Linked DNA regions of Callithrix jacchus: region 2 is linked to region 1. A link is a contact called in public Hi-C data. All regions are on one chromosome and are shown on one strand. The core of a region is the stretch at or near the end of the contact, and the rest is flanking DNA. Distances in the headings are between cores, read along the strand shown. Region 1 holds the start of PDGFRA (platelet derived growth factor receptor alpha). Region 2 overlaps SCFD2 (sec1 family domain containing 2).

Region 1 (5,087 bases), core at 1,164-3,663:
TGGGGAGTCGAGGCAGGACCTCCCCCTCGTGAGGGTTGTGGAAAGGAGGAGGCCGAGGAGAGAGGGGGAGGAGATGCAATTCAGTAGGGCCGAGGTCCAGGTTAACCAGATTAGGGGTCGGGGTGGGACCCTGCAGCGTTTGGTGAGGTTGCGCCCGCCGGGGGAGCCCCTTCCTCCCCTCCTGTGGCTCCGGGGATGTTTGTTCCGTGGGATGCACGGCGGAGGACCGTCGTGCCTGGTTTGCCCTGGATGCCTCTCCCTTCTCCAAAAATCTGGTCAGGAGCGACTGCGGCGAGGCGAGTCGGTCCAAAACATTGAGCAATTCGGCCTCGGAGCCAAAAAGCCATTTCCCACAACGCCCAGCCCGGGGCTTTTCGAACGCGGGGCGGTCGGGACCTGATAGGGGCCATCCCTGCTTGCCTCCCACCCAGGGAGATGCAGTGAGTGGCAAGTTCTTCCAGGCACGCTATCCGCACACCCTGAGGTCTTAGCAGAACTGGGGGAGCGAACAGCGGGACCAGCAATCTGGCTGCGGGAGGGATGCACACCGGACAGCAGGCTGGGCCAGCAAGTCCTTCCGGACCGAGACGCGAGGCCTGGCCACACCGGCAGCTCCTGCACGCCTGGCCAGTCCCGGGGTCCTGGCTCCCTCCGGCAGCCGTACTCGGGTCGGGCCATGCTCCTTCCCGATCTGGCCGACACCCTCTCGGAATAGAACCGCTGATCCCACATATTATATTAAGAGCCAAATGGACACCGCCTGCTCCCCGGGCGCAACCGGGCGGAGTTAATTTCGTGTGTAAAAACCCATTTCCATGGGGTTAGACAGCAGAGGAAGGAGAAGTTCGCACAGACAGCTCCCAGGCGGGCAGGGAGAGGAATGGAGAAAAGGGCAACTGAGGAGCGCAGGGCGAGCGCAGACGGCGAGTGCCACACACCCCCGCGCGGAGAGGGGCGCTGCGTAGGGGGTTCCCAGGGCTCGGGAGCCCGGAAGGAGAGTGTGGTTTACCTCCCACCTTTCTGTCTTACCTGCGAACAAGTTTCCCCAGTTCCAAGTCGTCCCTAAATTCCTCACGAGAAGTTCGGCACTGCCCTAGAGAACTTCCCTCTCTTCCTGCCTGCGGCCAGTACAGAGCAGCAGCAGAGCCCCGGGCGATGCAGAGACGATTCCACCGAGGAGGGGGCGCGGGGAGACCGGCGGGGGCGGGGGCCACGGTGCACAATGAGGGCCCCCGAGTGTGCGGTTCGAAATTCCTCAAATCCCAGTTGCTGGAATGCGAGGCGACGACGACGTCTTCACTTCGGGCCAAATGTGTTTGTCATTATTCCAGACCGCCCGCCTGCGCCGCCGCTGTCGCCCCCGCTCTAAGGCGTGCAACCCGAGCGCGCTGCCGGGCAGGCACCCGCTCTCCCTAGCACCTCACTGACCCGACAAACCGCTCCAGAGCGCCCCACACCCTTGCTCGCGCCCGCGCCCCTCTGCTTGTCCCGCAGCCGCCTCACCCTCGCGCCAAACCTGCCCCGGCTCCCACCCAGAGCAGCGCCGTCCAGTAATTACGCGCATTCCGCCCGCTCCACGTTCTGCAGGCCAGCACCGACGTTCGGTCTCCAGCCGAGCCCTGTCCTCCTCCAGCGCCCCGCAACCCCTTCCCGCGCCCCACACGGAGCTCTCCTCTCCCCACCTCCCCTGGTCCCCCAGCTGCACTCCACACCACGGGCTGCAGTGCTGTCCCGCCAACCCGCAGGCGAGGAATGAAAACACTCATTTAAAACCTGTCGCCTTCCAGAACCCACTGCCAAGAAGAGAGCCAACACCTCTGCCTCCACCCCCAGTTCCTTGGTGTTCGGCCCAGTATTCACGAATACCACCCCACTCCCAAAAGAAACCTCAAAAATGTAAACCTAAACAGTTTCTTTGGGAGGCCATAGAGTTGTTAGAAAAACATTGTTTTTAAAAAATAGGTCTGGAAAATGTGCGTTAAAAAAAAAAAAAAAAGAATCCCTAGACTTTCTAACTCTATGGTTATCTCCCGCCCATCCAGAAGTGAAGTTTATTCCGAAAAAAACAAAAAGTTACTCTCTGGACACACAACTGGAATTCAGGCATTTTTTTTTTTTCTTGTCCCCTAAAGTTTTGAAGTTACTTCACTTTCTCCAGCCCCAGAGCCTGATCAGGGACTTCCCTTATAAACAAAAATCAAAAATCATTTTTTCTTCTCCCTTACCTTCTCCTCCTATGTTATTCCGCAATGAATGTCCCACACATGGAGTAAAGAGTGTGTCCACGGCCTCCAATGCTCGCTTGTAGTCTCCTCCTCTGTTTCTCTCCTTGTAGCTCCAACAGTAATGGGCTCAAAAACCGCGTTTTGTAATTGATTCAACGTTATAGTCCATCCTTCTAAAACTAATCATTTGCTCTAAGTAAATAGCTGTCAGGAAATAAGCCCCCCCTCCCCAACACCTTGGTCTCTTCAAAATAAAAGTTGTGCTGGAACTCCCTGCGCGCCGAATGTCCCAGTCTCCAGATTGCGCCTTCGCTTTTCGCTCTTACGCAATCGGGGGTCCAGTCCCAACCCCCAGACTTCGACAACAACTGGGGGGCGGGGAGAAGCGGACCAGATGGGATGGGGAGGTGGAAGGGGGAGGTGTTGGTGCTCTGCCGGGAAAGCGGTTTTATGAAACTACAAACAGCCCATCATTTCCAGAACGAGTTTGCCTCCCCATTTTGGGGTTATTTTCTTACACTGCTATAGTTTTGTATTCTCTTTGAAAAGAAGAAAAGGAACATGTAAAATTGCATTTAATACCCAGAGAGAATATAAATCTAGAATCAAGAAATGTCCCTTCTACAAACTCGGCCCAACTGGAAATAGGGCCCTCGGGGAAAGTCTTACAAGCGGTTGCGCGGTTTTGAGCTAGGGGTCTTTTCGGGAAAGGGCTATATAACTGCTAGTTCTTTAATGGGATTAGGCAAATTGTTGAGTCCAATATGACAATGATGGATTTTTGGTGTGTGTGTGTGTGTGTGTGAGAGAGAGAGAGAGAGAGAGAGAGAGAGAAAGGCTGGGTGGAGTCTGAAATAGGGTACTAAGAAAAGAGGGTCTGGATAGATTTGGAACGTTCTCCGATAGAACGACCTTTATTCCCCTGAAGCCACTTATCTGGTCGTGCCTTTGTTTTCGGGTTATCTGGGCGAGGTTGCCCTGGCTTCTATCTCGCACACAAAAAAGCTCAAGCCTGGGTGTTTGGGGAATTGTCCCGCCGCCTCCGCGTCTTGGGGGAGGGTAGCTTTTGACTCTCTCTCTGTTCCCTCCTGCTGCGTGGGTCGAACCCTACGAATGCCTTGAAGTTGACAGCTGAGTCCCAAACCCTGCGCCCAAGGCGCGAGGCTAGTGTGTGTCCGGAGGAAACGATCCTGCCGGCGAGGGAAAGGGGGCGCTGATACTCCAGGAACCAGACCTGAGCAGAGTGGGACTTCCCAGCGACAGTGGGGGAGGGGAGCGCGTTCACCTTCCTTGCGGTCTCCGATTTTTGAATTCTCTTGTTGGGGGTGGGGGTCATCCTTCATCCTTCTCCCTCAACCCCCACCCCCATACACGCACTCTGAAAATGGCCAAGGTGGCCAGGTTGGGCCTGGCACGTCGAACAGCCGTCTCCTCCTTCACCAGGAGGTGGAGAAATACTCCAAGACGCGCAATGCTGTGCTTAACTAGGTAGGACAGGATCTTTGGGTGTCAGGCTCGAAAAGAGGTCGCCTGGGGCTGCGCTGGGGTCCCCATTGCCCCAGCTCTTCTACGCGCCCCGCTCTCGTGCATCTTCAGCTCGGGTGACTGCACCGCTCGCGATTACTTCCACATGTTCCTTCAGGAAATTATTGAAGGCAAATATATGAACAGCCCCTTGTTCGGAATGCTAACAGGATACCGTAATGTTTGTAGATAATGAACGAGAATAAACGATCCCCCCCCCCCCACCGCCTCAAAATTAGAGTGCGGAATAAAAGGGAAAAGCGGGTGCTGGGCTTCCTGCTGTTAAGTTGAGAGCTGGGTTTCTACGCCAGTTGTCCCAGAGGGTAGGAGGCTAGACGCAGAGCCTACCCAGAGGGTCTGCTTTGCTCCGGCGACACTGCTAGCCGGGTCAAGCCAGTGTTTCTCGTCCGCAGGGCCCCAGCGCTCTCCGCCCACAAATGGTAACTTCACAGTTCATTTCAGAGCCGTTTAATGGAGCCCGAAAAGCAGGCCGGGCGGTGGTGTCTAGGCCGGGAGTTTAAAGCGGAAAGCACTGGATGAGCCGGCGAGCACCCAGTTGTCTGTCCTTCTGGTAGTAATTACCTGCCTAATTTGAATGATGCCTTTGTTATGATCATTAACAAACATTTGCTAAAGGTTTCCATGTGTGACATTCTCGAAGGTTTAAAGACCCGAGGAGCTGACTTCGGGGACAGAGCCCCGGTGGGGGGTGGCGCAAGAAAGCAAATGGTTGGGGGAAGATTTCGCGGAGAGACCGTGCAAAGAAGAGAGGTCAACATCTGCGTCCTCTGCAAAAGCAAGATAAACCCAGTGGTCAAAACAAAATAACAACAACAACAACAAAACCCCAGTGATCAGGAGCAACCTCCCTCTGGACAGGAGGCCCTCGAACCGAGGCGGTTGGTTCCTTAAACCGAGTCCTGCCCCCACAGCGCCCGCCCCTACCACTGCTCATAGGTGGGTTTGAATCCTGTTTTCCGCCTCCTCTGGCTGGTCCGAGGCTGGATCGGGAGAAGTCGGGTCTGCGCCCGTCAGTCAGACCTGAGCGTCGGGGGTAGGTGGGGCGAGTTCGTGCCGCGCTGTCCCAGTGTTGTTCTAAGATCCTTCTAGATTGGTCCCTCGACGCCCCGGGTCTTGGGTGGTCCCGGAGTCGCAGCCGGCGAGAAACCTTGCCCTCCTGAGGCCAGCTGCTGGTCTTTTCTCCGCTTCCTGTGTTTCTGGCTGGGCACTGTGCGCGCGGTGGGGAGTGGAGACCAGGCCACCACGTGTACCCGGGGGAGAGGAGCGACCCGCACCGGCCTGGGCAGGTCTGCGCAGATCTCAACCCGCGCCCGGATT
Region 2 (5,087 bases), core at 1,512-4,011, 1.1 Mb after region 1:
GTCCGCACCATAGCACCTACCATACCATCGTGTAAACAGGTCCAGCCGTTTACCTCCCTGCATCCCCTACACATGGCAAAGGGGACAGGTCTGTTTTTCTTCAAGACCCAGTACTTGCTCAGCACCTCAGGGCTTAATAAAGATGTGTTAACTCAAATTAGTTAATTAAATTCCCAGGCGCTGTCTTGTATAGCATCTCTGTATGTGGCTTCAAAATACCAGATATTTTTCAGTTAGCCCTTTTTATTTTATACTGAACGTTTTCATAAGACGGGAGGAGTATAAAACCCTCCACTGCACAGAATCCAAGCAATAATACCTTCCCTCAGCGGTAAACACGTGGAGCTTCTTGGAATATAAAAAAATATTTTTTATAAGAAGATATACAGTTTGGGATCTGCCCTTGAGCTTGGTTTTTTTCATCTATAAATGAAGAGATGGACCTAATTATCTCAGAAGACCTTCCAGCAAAAGTTATTCTCAGAAGCCATATCATAAATATTATAAAACCATCTTATTACTGACAAAATTTCATGTAATATTAAAATTTTGAAGAGTCCTCATGAGTAGTTTTGATGAAAATTGTAGAGACGATCTCTCTCCCCACTGGCCTCTAGCACATAACAGCTAAGTGAGTTTTGTTGACTAACTGAATGAATGAGGAAAAAAAGCCACATGGCAGAAACCCAAGTAATAAAAAGGGAAATATACTCACAGTTGATGGAATTTTCAAGAAGGAAAGGGAGAATTTTCTGCAAGGGCACAAGTTGACATTTATAGTGAAAAGGAATTATTTAAGTTGTTCCATTATTTATTTACACAGGAACGGGCTCAGGAATTTACAGTGAAAAACTCTTCTAATAAGAGAATTAAGACTATGAAACCAACATAGCTGTATTTACCAGTACTTGGTAAATGTCATCGCCTAATGATTTGATGAGATATCTTTGTAACACTTAATAACAAGCAGTCTTGGGAAAGTGCTGGCAGGTGTGAAGGAAGAACTATCTATTCTAGGCAGGTTTTCTTTCCTTGTCTCTATCAGATGGCTGTTTTTCCGGAGCTTCTAACAGTTTTCCCATGCAGAGTGCAAATGTGTTTGTTGTCAGCGAGGCCACCGTTTGGAATTGGTGCGGGAGCTCTGCAGCTTCTTTTCGATGGAACAGTGGAAGTGTGGTGGAGTTCAGTCTAGCTGGGGCCCCTTCCTGTCATAAATAAGATTACTTTCATTTCACTTGTGGAGTGTGCTATTCCTCAGAGTAATGAATTTCCTCTGTGCCTTTGAGCACATAAACATGGTTTTCATTAGCTTTCTCTCTTAAAAAAAAAAAAAATAAAAAACAGAAAGGAGGGGAGAGGGAGGTAAAAGAAAGAATCTGAGCAAAATTAATAAGATGTCAATTAACTCCATAAATGCAGATGGCTTTTTTGCCGACTGGCTAGAACATGCTGGTGAGCAGTACCAGAAAGGCACTGGTCCATCTCTCCTGAAATGCTAAGAAAATGAAGTGGGGTAGAGAAAGGTACAAACCATATCCAACATGAACAAAGGAATAAAAGAAAAATAGAGAAAGAAAAGAATACTCTTTTTCGAATCTTGCTTTAGGGAGAACTATTTCCAGCAGTCCCTGAGAGTGGCTCCTCAGACCAAACAGAAGCCCTCAGAAGCCCTGGGTTCTTCTGGAATTGTGGGCACTTCACAGAGGGCCAACCTATCCAGGATCACAGTGCGGCCCCTGCATCCACTTCCCTGCTTTTGCTCTGTGTGTGTGTGTGTGTGTGTGTGTGTGTGTGTCTGTGTGTGTGATTTTATGCTAATAAGATACCCCAGTCTTTCCCTATTTCAAATGTACCCCTCTGTGACTTGTAAGTCATGGAGTTCATAGGGATAAACATGCAGTTGTTCGATTTCACGGTTTGGAATCTCTTGTCAAGGGGTGAGTGATTATGACACGGCTGGGCTTTCCTCGTTGTTGATGGTGCATACTTGAACCTGAAAACTATTTAGGATCCATTGACCCTGTGACTTCTGCCAGGATCTTTCTTGCTGTTGTTTTTGGAGATCTGCGGGGCAGAGAATAGGGGGGTGGTGGCCTCTCAAATTATCCCATAGAAGGAGTTAAACCATTTTTTTAAAAAAGCCTAAACCCTGTTTTTTTCAAAATTACTTATTCTCGATGAAAAATCCCGAGTTGTCTTCCGAGAACCTTTTCCTCTCCCCAAAATCAATGTCTGTTTCAGCCTCCAGTTCATAGTATATCATGTGCTTGTTTATCCTCTAGAGAGGAAGAAATAATAATGTTATGAAGGCATCAAGGAATTAAATTCCAGGCCACAGGTTGTCACTGACAATTCACTGCAGACCAAACTCGTAACCCAGATAAAGAAGCTTGAAGCATTTCACAGTGAGGTGTCTTCCAGCTTTGACCTCCTGGATAGGTGTTCCTGTTACAGTTTAGAAGTGCAGCTGGTTTCTATTTGAAATGAGAAGGATGGAGTTATTTAAGGAGCCAGTGCCTCTCATAGGTGAAGTCGGCTTTGCTAAAATGTACACAGCACACTACAAGGAACCTTAAAAACAAACTTCCATTTCACTTAGCTGCAGCACAGGAAATTGTTTCTGGTTTGTTTTTGTTGTGAATAGAGAGAACATTGCATATTAAAAATTCCCTGTAGTTGTTTAATATTTGCTCAGTAGTGTCCTAGTTCCTCATCAAGTCCTTCTTCTCACTAAATCATGTCAACTCTGTCACTGTTTTGATTGGAAGCATGACTTGTAACACTGAAAATCTCTCAGGACGGTAAACCTCTGCAGCTGTGGAAGGCTGGGGCTATTTACTGGTATTATTAAAGGAACCTGAATGACTTCTTCGGGAGAAAAAAAAAGCAAAGATGGAGTGAAATTCATAAGGCGCACAGATTTAGGATGAAGGTTTTATTATAAGCACAGCCTCATAATAATATCCTCACCGAAATAAATACTGAAAAGTAACAATTGTTTCATGAATTGGCAAACATTATATTCTGCTGTCTGCCTTTTTTAGGGGGAAAAGAAAGTCCAAATGTAAATATGAAATCAGACATAGCTAGTGCTTTGGAACAGTGAAGTGGATGCTTTTTCAAGGTACACTATAGAAACAAATGTCACCTTAATTTCCTGAAGGCATTTTGAACAGTTTGTCATTGGTGTTTTTAAGGCATGAATTCTTACTGGAACAAAAGAGGAGCAGAAATTTTAAATTGCCAAGATTCTACTGACATGACTGATCATACTACCTTCTGCTTTATATGGGATCTGAAGAATGTCCTGAGAGTATAAAGATGTATGTTGGAGAGGCTGCACCCTCAGAAATGGGAAAAGAAGCAAAAGGAATGAAAACTTTTGCTTGAGAGAGGTGACCAATACCATACCTAAGATGTTTCTCTTCCAAAATGTTTCTTTGTTCACTTGTTCATTCCTTTACTCAATCATTTATTCATTTCAGTAAAGTTTATTGACTATCTCCTGTGAGCCCAGAACTGTGCCAGGTACTGGGAGGTCTAGTATAAAGGCAGCTTGCCCACAAGGACAGGGATTTCTGCCAAGAATGTTCTGTCCTCATTGCCATAGTGTGAGAAGCAGCTGGATTCCCAAGTCGGCCTTGACACTCAGCAGAACTCACTGTGTCTGCATCTAAAAGCACAAACCTGTTTGCTAGACTGTTCTTGTCATTGCCCACGTATTTACTATTGTGTACGAGTCATTTGTTTTGAATATACATTTTTGTCATATCTTGAAGAAGCAGTACAAAGCCTAAGAAACAGTTCATAGAAAATAATTTTAAGTAATTTGAAGAAAATAACTGTTAATTTGGAATAATTGTAAAGCTGTCAGGAATAACCAACAAGATCTCGTAAAGCTACAGAAATGCGTTGACTGTGTTTTCTTTGAGGCCAGAGCAGGATAATAACTCGGGAAGAAACTTCTAAAATATCAATTCAGCAAAGCAAATGCAAGACTTTTGAGGACTCAGTTCTCATGTGGGAGGCTGGATGCTGTGGGAGATATGAGGTCGGATAAGATGGTTTCTAATCTAATCTCAGACAGGAAATGAAACATAAGCCCTTGACTTAGAGGATGATGTGCTCCAAGCTCTTGGTGCAGCCCGAGAAAGTACAGTGAGTGCAGAGCTTCAGTAGGCCAGCGGGCCAGTGAAGTGCAAGGGTTTTGGGGAAAGTTGCAGGAAACCAGACTGAAGGCATTTACAGGGCCATCCATGTTCCCACCTGGAATGTGTGTGCTGCTTCTGACCTTGTTCCTCCAGAAAGATAGCTTAGAATTGGACAGCGTTTTGAGAAATGCAATTAAAGTGATAAAAGGAAGCAGGCGGTGAAAATGAGAGAGCACAGATGCTGTATTAGGACAAAACAAGAAGGTTAGGATTCCTCAGTCTGCAGAAATGGAGGTCGAGACTATGCGTATCTATAAATGGAGGTTATATATAACATCAGCACTGTCTCGGAATTACGAGAACCAAGAGAAAGCCATAATCATCTGGGAAGGCTTGAGCAAGACATGTCACTTGGTTCGACCCCAGTGTCTTCTTTTGTAATCCAGATTCCAGAATGTGTTCAGCCGCACGTCTGTCGTAAAAGGTGCTTGCTAAAAAAGGTATTCTTTAGCCAAGTAAGTTTGAAAATCTCTACTTACCATGTGTTCTTCCAGTAGATTCTCCATTTACATTTGATATTAAAAGATCTCAAAAAGCCATTCTTCAGGAAAACTTATTTAACTGTGTAGATCTCAACCAGTATTTACCAAACTCATTTGACCATGTAATCCTTCATTCATTTAGTGCCTATGCGAACTTTGGAAAATGCTTTTGGAAAGACAGGACTCTAAGATTATTAAGGTCCCTGGAAGGAAGTGAATCCATAACAGAGGAACCGCTCCCAACACTGTAAAATATATTACTTCTAGAGCCAATACTGAACAAAAATAATAAAGGGGCTGTTAGTGAGAGGACTAATAGCTTGCAGGTAGTAGGAATTTATAGCCACTTATGGAAGATGGCAGGTTCGTCAAAAGTAGTTGGGAGGTGTGGCTG

The links. Hi-C and Micro-C count contacts between places; a contact is called where the count stands out from the background.
Region 2: a Hi-C map of skeletal muscle shows a contact between it and region 1, with 8 times the contacts expected there. The contact joins the enhancer-like site here to the promoter of PDGFRA in region 1. A contact is called at or near these places in 2 of 3 Hi-C or Micro-C datasets (induced pluripotent stem cells and skeletal muscle).

The regions. Positions count from the first base shown.
Region 1 is chr3:142,521,933-142,527,019 of calJac240_pri, forward strand. It overlaps PDGFRA (platelet derived growth factor receptor alpha), which reads right to left and starts at 2,414. Exons shown (of 23, transcript NM_001270588.1): 1 at 2,226-2,414.
Region 2 is chr3:143,650,025-143,655,111 of calJac240_pri, forward strand. All of the region lies in intron 5 of SCFD2 (sec1 family domain containing 2), which reads left to right. Among named protein-coding and RNA genes, the nearest start is that of RASL11B, 140 kb to the right of the region's middle. Within about 2 kb of position 2,762, at least 3 of the 16 cell types and tissues checked have an H3K27ac peak or open chromatin away from gene starts, as enhancers often do.